2 separate regions of the Mus musculus genome follow, and region 1 is linked to region 2. The links are chromatin contacts, called in public ChIA-PET maps. All regions are on one chromosome and are shown on one strand. The core of a region is the stretch at or near the end of the contact, and the rest is flanking DNA. Distances in the headings are between cores, read along the strand shown.

Region 1 (3,844 bases), core at 420-2,919, 260 kb before region 2:
ACACTGTACCCATCCCATGAAGAAGAGCTTTGGACTTTAAAAGAGTCACCATGAAACCTGTACGACATCTGTATGGTATGGAACAAAACATCAGTGCCCTATATCTGATGGCCTCCGGGAGGTAAGGCAGAGCTCAGGAGCAAAAAGAACACAGTTCCCAACACCTGATGGGTACGCATAGGACAGATCTGCACGTGAGTTCCAGGCGCAAGAGCAGCAGTGGCTTCCTATAAGAGGCCTGTGCCCCCTGCTTCCAGCACAGATACCTCCACCATGTGCCTGATCCAGTGGGGGGTGGGTGGGTGGGTTATGCTGTCAAAAACCAAACTTGACTTTATATAAACAGGAAGAGGCACAGGTGCCAGAGACGGAGTCAGCTTACATTGGAAGTCAGGCTGTGTAGAAGATTAGATTCTGGTCTGGACTAATAAATACCATTGCTTAATCTCTTGGAGTTTGACACTCAAAACCATCATGTGAATATTAATAGATAGCCATAAGAGTCTATACCCTCTGTGTCCTCTGGGCCTGACTCCTCTCTCTTCCCAGCCTTCCCCAAAATGAAAAGCCAGTAGCAAGCCAAACAGGTCTTTCCCCAAAGAAACCCTTTAAAGGAAGAGGGACAAGGACCTTCTGAAAAGGTGGCCTTTGAGTGGTCCTCTGGGTTCTTCTAAGTCCTTCCAGCATTTGAAAGAGTGGCAATGGACACCAGAAAGGAAGAAGTGGGGAGAACCTGGCGAAGAGTCGGGAGGGAGACCCTCGTCCCCCATTGGAGCATTTCCTGCTGCCAGGGAAGCAAGCAAGTCAATAGTACTAGGCAAGAGCGGCAGACACCGCTACACCTGCAAACTCCCTGGAGCCCCCACACTCAAGGCAGTAGACACCCCAGCCCCCACCCCACCAGCATGCCTTAACTCCGGTCTCAGGAGGATTTCCCTGCTGCAGCTCCAACACCTAGCTCCAAAAGGCATCAAAGAAAGCAAGAAACTCACTGCCCGGGTGGCAGGGGTTGGGGAAAATGCACAAGGTTCCCAGGGAACATAGTCTTAAAGCTAAGGGTCCGGAGGAAGACCGGCATCCCAATCATTTGGTGCCACCTTGTCTAAGGCACTTCTCTTCACCTCCTTCAGGATGGGGTGGGGTTAAGAAAGAGGCGAGAGAGAGAAATGACAAAGCTGGGGCTATCTTACCCAAAAGCCCAGTGCCCAGCCATCTCGCCTGAGTATTGCCTCGGTTCCCAGCCCGGGACATGGTCCTGTTCTCTCTGGAGCGCTCCGGGGGCTTGGGATGGAATAGTGGGGACAGCCGGGCTCTCCACCCGAGGTCGTCTGTGGGCCCCGCAGCTGCCAGGGGAGCTCCGAGCCGCGGGTCGGGGCTCCGGAAAGTTAGCCGCGAGAGAGCGAGACGAGGGGGAGACCAAGGAGGGGGAGGCGCGCCCGCCGCCTCTTGGAGCCGGCTGCAGGAGCCGGGGCTGGAAGGGGGAGGAGGAGCCGGAGCTGAAGGGAGGACGCCGGGGCGAGCGGCACTGCGATGCGCCTCTGCTCTGGAAGCGCTCCAGCCGCAGGAGGGGCGGCGTCCCCGTCGGTTTCGCACAGTGCCCGTTGCGCCGTGTATCACGGCCGTAGGGTCCAGCCTGGGCAGCCCTCTTCCTCTCCAGCGGGACGGGAATGCTGCGGCTTGGCACTGCAGGGCCAGCCCGCAGACGCCCGCATCATCCCAAGCGCCGAGCTGCCAATTAGGAGAAGAGTTCACGGGGGAGTAGAGGTGGAGCTTTTAGGTTTGTTGGAAGGCTGTTTTTGTTCCGCTCAGAGAACACGAGTAAGGGCAGCGGCTGCCTCTCCGGGGACCGCCGGGAGGACATCCGCAGCGGGCGCTGCCGCAGCCGGTGGGCGTGTGCCGGCTTGCCCGCTGCGGACGACCGGTACAGCCCTGAACCAACACGCGTCGCCTCCAGCCGCGCCGCTCATTCGCTCTGCGGATGGCTTTTAGGCTGTGGCAAACCTAGTTTCCCCTGCAAAGTCTCCTGCACGCCGCCCACCAACCCATTTCTGCACAGACTCTTTGCTTCTTAGAGGGTTGGCAGGCAGTCACTTGGAGACAGCGTGCTTTGCCCCCAGCGCGGGGAGGCGGGGGTGGGGAGGCAACCGTAAACACCAAGAAGGTCCCCCCTCAAGACCTCTAGTCAACTACTCAAGCTACCCTCCAGGACAAATCCTCCTCACTGTCCGGAGACCAGTTAAACCTTGGAAATACACCCTCCACCTCGCCACACCCTCCACCCATCTTCCAACCCGGAGTTCCTGAAAGGCTTCAGCGCCATAAGAGACCATTGAGGTTGTATACAGAATGTTAACTGTCTGCGGGGAGAACCTTGTTTTCTTTTGCTTCGTTGGTTGTCATGGTAGTTGAACAGCTCTGATGCCCTGTGTTTGCTGCTGGAGAACTCTGAACAAAGCACACAACTTTTCTGGAGAATTCTGCTGTCTGCTGGATGGTGACCCCATGATATTTACCTCCTGATGCAAAATAGCATCATCCTCAATGCTAGGCAACAGGGAGGGCAGCCCTGGGCTCCTAGTTTTAGGGGACCTCATGCTAGCCCATGAGTCCAGGGAACACACCTCCTCTGAGTTCTAAAGGGTTCTGGGGATCCAAGAATCTAGTGTTTCCCCTAGGGGTTGCTGAGTTGGACTCCTCTTGGATAAGTTTGATAAGCAGGTGGGTGGTTCCTGAGTGGAACCCCAGTCGCTGCAGGACCAGTCACAAAAGCAAGATGACTGGGGAAGAGTCTGAAAAGAAATCCCATCTTCTAGGCCACCATGGAAAAGCAGTCAGAGGCCGAGGATGGGAGATAAACTTTACTTAATGATCCTGAGTTGCTGTTCCTGCTGTCATTGCTGTAGTGGTGGTGGTTTTGAGACAGGAGTTCTCTGTGTAGCCCTGTAGGCCAAACTGTCCTGGAACTCAGAGATCGCCCTGCCTCTTCTTCCCCTTCCTGAGTGCTGGGATGAAAGGTGTTCTCCACCACGCCTCTATCCTGATTTATTACCTACATTGAGACTTGTGTGCCTTTTTGCACCTGTATCTTGCACCAGGCCTTTCCAACATTAGAAATAGAACTGGATGTAAAGACTCAGAGAGATAAAGACGTGTTAGCACGCTTGGCAGAGCCCTGGGCACACAGGCTGAACACACAACACATCTGAGTTCAAAGAAGCCTGGGGCCCCAGAGGGGAAGCTACGTCCAGGAGAGGTTTTGACCTTTGGGAGGGCCTGCCACTGTGCAAGCAAGGCCAGGCATCCAGGCTGCCTGTGTTATTTTTACAGCAGGGTCATGTTTCTCCCAGCTCTAGGCTGAGGTGAGAGGAGGTGAACCAATGGGAAAGAAAGTGACCCCTGCCCGGAAAACAAGGAGGGAGGGGGAATAGAACTCCAGAGATATCTTTAGATCCCGGTGGCAGAGGGAAGTGACCAGTCCCCCCCCCCAGTGCCCTACCCCCACACACATCTCCTAATCTCTTGCTGTTCCCTGAATGTTTTAGCTGACAGGACCCTTACTGTGCCCTCACACCTCCCAAACACACACAGAGGAATATGTGGGCCAGGGATGGAGTGTGTGTGTGTGGGCCAAGGTCACAGACAGAGTCCCGGGTAAATCCAGGCTTGGTGCCTCTCTGAGGCTTGGTTTCACAACTCCAGCTCCTAGCTGTTCTCTGAACACTAGCAGGGCTCCCAGCTGGGCAGAACAAGGACTTGGGAAACACAAAGCAGGAGTGGGCTGAGAGGCGTTTACATCCCTAGAGCACAGCCCCCTCAGAAAGCCACTGCAATACCAGAGCTAAGG
Region 2 (3,599 bases), core at 547-3,046:
CCACGAGAAGCAACAACGGAATCTGGTTGTGCGTGCGTAGTGTGAATGTGCGTTTTGCAAACCATCTGGGCTCCATCCTGCGTGGTTGGAACGATGATCGATCCCGGACGAGTTTGGGGAGTTGGGGCTTGACTATGTCTCCTCCCCTTCTCTGTTCCTTTCCTCGCTCCCCCCCCCCCCTCCCCATTTTCTCCTCAGGCACAGACGTCTCTCCGTAGGAAGGACGTAGATTTTTCAGCACCAGGAGGCCGTGGACCTCTGGAGGCGTGCAGTACACCCTCCAGTGGGCTGGAGCTGGTTGCTACCTGCCTTACTATGAACCACCCTGTCGTTCCCAAATCTGCCACCCGGGGAGGTCCTGGTTAGAGCAGCGCCGGGTACCGGTGCGGGAGACCTGGACGGCTGCATGACCTTCCTGCGAACTCCACCTCGGCTGGGGGTTGGGGGAGATGGAGGCTGCTCCGGGTCTGCAGGCAGTGTATCGATCCCTAAGCCTCAGCCAAGGCAAATTCTTCGGGCAGCAATCTCTCCCTCCCTCCTTGGCTTTTCCATCCCCGCAGGCTTCTAACGCCTCGCTGGAGGCGCCGTCTCCCATTTCCTGCAATAAAGTAAATCCCGTGGATATTCACCCCACCATCAACCCCCGGCACTGCCCTACCCCTCTTCCCTCCCTCTCGGCTTGCTAACCCTGTGTATCATAATGCCCTACGCCGGGCTTCAAACCCCCCCCCTCCCAATCATGAGAAATGTGCTGGCGAGCCCCCTCCCTCCGTGTGCATACATTAGGGTCTGCTTTGCATGCAGCGGCAGGCTGGAAGCGGAGGAAGAAGGGGCGGGGCGCCTTTGCCCGCCTCTTCCCTCCAGGCCCTGTCCGTTAGCCACCCAGTTTCAGCTCCGTTGTAACGCCAGGTCGTTTGCGGAGCGCACGCTGTGGCTCCAACGCCTGGACTGGGAAAACACACCCCAACTCCGGAGAAGGGCACGGAAACCAGAAGCCCCTCACCTCCCTCCAGCGCACAGTGGAGCGAGGAGGTGGCAGAGGCCGACCACACGGTTGTGTGGATTTTGGAAAGAGCTCCAAGCGTGAAGATGGGAGGGGCTCCTCTTTTATTGGATTTTATTTTTTTAAGGCGCGTTCGCCGAGAGCCTTGCCATTTTGCATAGAATCAATTGGGCGACGCTTGGGTTTTGCATGGAGTACAATGGAGCTTTCTGGATTCTAGAAGCGTTCCATAAGGGCTAAGCCCGCCGCTCTCCAAAGCGGCGGAGAAGGCTCGCTCCTCCGGGGACCCAGCAGCCGCGCCGCACTGGAAGCGGTTCTCCTGGGCCGCTCAAGTCCCTGCGCGTCCCGGGAACGTGTGTAATCGGCTTCTCGGCTCTCTCGGCTGCGGGCCACCCGCTCCCTCCGCCTCCATCCTCCCGCCGCCCTCGCCCCCTCCCCCCTCTCCCCGGAACCCGCCTCCGCTCCGGGCTCCAGGGCTTCCTTCCCCCCCTCATCTTCCCTGGCGCTGCCGCTCCCGGAGGGCGGGGCATGCACTTATCCAGGTTGCCGGGCGGGAGGAGCCGGGCCCGGGGCTCGGCATAGAGCAGCGGCCTCCGGGCGGCGGAGGCGGAGGCCAGAGGCTCATATGCAGATTGCAGGGCAGGCGGGCGCCACCCGGCGCTCGGCATAGCGGGCCGCGGGGTACGGCCATCTGGGCGGCGCCAGGCGGGTTAGGCAGGTTCCGGGGCCCGCCGCTCCCCCCCCTCCGCCTCCCCGCCCCCCTGTGTTGTCGCCTCTCCCTCTCGCTGCTTCACTTACGGGGCGAACATGGCGCACAGCTGTCGGTGGCGCTTCCCCGCCCGACCCGGGACCACCGGGGGCGGCGGCGGCGGGGGGCGCCGGGGCCTAGGGGGCGCCCCGCGGCAACGCGTCCCGGCCTTGCTGCTTCCCCCCGGGCCCCAGGCCGGCGGTGGCGGCCCCGGGGCGCCCCCCTCCCCCCCGGCGGTGGCGGCGGCGGCGGCGGGAAGCAGCGGGGCTGGGGTTCCAGGGGGAGCGGCCGCCGCCTCAGCAGCCTCTTCGTCGTCCGCCTCGTCTTCGTCTTCGTCATCGTCCTCAGCCTCCTCAGGGCCGGCCCTGCTCCGGGTGGGCCCGGGCTTCGACGCGGCGCTGCAGGTCTCGGCCGCCATCGGCACCAACCTGCGCCGGTTCCGGGCAGTGTTTGGGGAGAGCGGCGGGGGAGGCGGCAGCGGAGAGGTAAGGGGGCGAGGAACCCCAAGGTCCGGGGTCTCGACCCTCTGAAGAACCCCTCCCCTCCCCCATGCAGGTCTGAGGAGCATCCCAATTCTGGAAACATCCTGGGGTCCCTAACGTGGGGCAAATGGCCCTCCCATCTCAGGACCCCCGTTATGGGCTGCAGACCCCCAGGCGCCCTTACCCGAGGGCTCAGACCCTTCTAGTTGAGGGCCTTTAGCCCCCGTCCCGCCTTCTTCCCCTGGACCCTTCCCCAAATCCCTTGGCACAGACCCCCTTGCGGGGGTTTCCCATCCCGGGACTGAACCCCTCCTCCCTTTCACAGATTACCTCATCCGAGCCAGATTCCTCCCTCCCTCTGCCAGAGACCTGATCCCGCCACATCTCCGCCTCCTTCCCTGGGCAGATGTGTTACTCCTAGGGCAGTCTTCCCCCTTGGACATCTCTCGGGTGGTGGCTTCATCCAGAGCCAGGTTCTTATCCTGGCCCTTGGGAAATCCAGGTCCCTTCCTGCACCTTGCTTCTGAAAACCTGACCAACCCTCCCTCCCTCCCCAGCCAGGTCTTCACCTTGCCAGTCACTCCCCCTTGTCTCACCTCTACCACCAGCCCACTCCCACCTCCTGCACACCAGGCCTCCTCGTTCCGCCCTACCCCTCGGGGAAAGCTTTCTCTCTACCTTGTCGTTCTCATCTCTCCTGCGAAGATAACAGTGCTCTCCCCAGCGTTGTCTCTTTCCTCATCTTCCAGGGCTACGTTTCCTAGGCTGCTGGTGTCAGGGATTTACCTCCAACTCCACCCCTTTCCCTCCTTTAGAGGAAGGACCAGAGGTGTGTTCGAGGGAAAATGGTCCAGTGTTCCCCTAGGCTTGGAGCAGAGCTACTTTCTAGCATTCTCCTTGAGAGGAGCAGGGTTTCTCTCCAGCTCTTGAGAAAGGGGGCCCCGGTGAGGGGTGATGTTTGTGGGGGAACTAGGACTGCATCCTCCCAAGGGAAGCAGCTGCTCTCTTACCCCACCCACTGCGCCTGAGAGCTTGCAGCCTCTGGCCCTGGCTCCCTCCCGCCCTTCTCTTTTTCTCGTCATTTCATTATTGATCCACCTTTTCCTAGGCCAATCCTGGGTCTTGGAAGGGGGTGGAGGAAAGCCGGGTTGGAATGAGAGTAGATAAAAGGACAGTTTTGCCTTAGTGTGGTGGCGTTGGTTGTTGATGCTTTGGGTTGGGAGAAAGAGGAGGGTTATGAAGCCAAGTTAGTCTTTCTGCGATTCCTAGTGGGAGACTCAAGGTGGATGAGGTAAAGGCTGAGAACCGGGATGCTCCGATGAACGGAATTCAGCCTTTTTCAGCAAAAAGGAAAGTTGCCCTGGGA

The links. ChIA-PET counts read pairs in DNA pulled down with a chosen protein or histone mark.
Region 1: a contact with region 2 is called in an RNA polymerase II ChIA-PET map of effector CD8 T cells, with 23 read pairs. The contact joins the promoter of Scn4b here to the promoter of Kmt2a in region 2. A contact is called at or near these places in 12 of 39 promoter capture datasets (cranial neural crest, embryonic stem cells, frontonasal cranial neural crest and 6 more), 1 of 484 Hi-C or Micro-C datasets (the P5424 cell line), 5 of 115 datasets of contacts at active chromatin or transcription factors (effector CD8 T cells, embryonic stem cells, large pre-B cells and 1 more) and 1 of 9 other capture datasets (embryonic stem cells).

Annotation. Positions count from the first base shown.
Region 1 is chr9:45,136,449-45,140,292 of GRCm38.p6, reverse strand. Scn4b (sodium channel, type IV, beta) reads right to left here and starts at 1,669. Exons shown (of 5, transcript NM_001013390.3): 1 at 1,191-1,669. The coding sequence starts at 1,251.
Region 2 is chr9:44,879,486-44,883,084 of GRCm38.p6, reverse strand. It overlaps Kmt2a (lysine (K)-specific methyltransferase 2A), which reads left to right and starts at 1,796. Exons shown (of 36, transcript NM_001357549.2): 1 at 1,796-2,236. The coding sequence starts at 1,811. It overlaps Gm39326 (a long non-coding RNA gene), which reads right to left. Exons shown (of 4, transcript XR_870694.3): 2 at 382-3,593.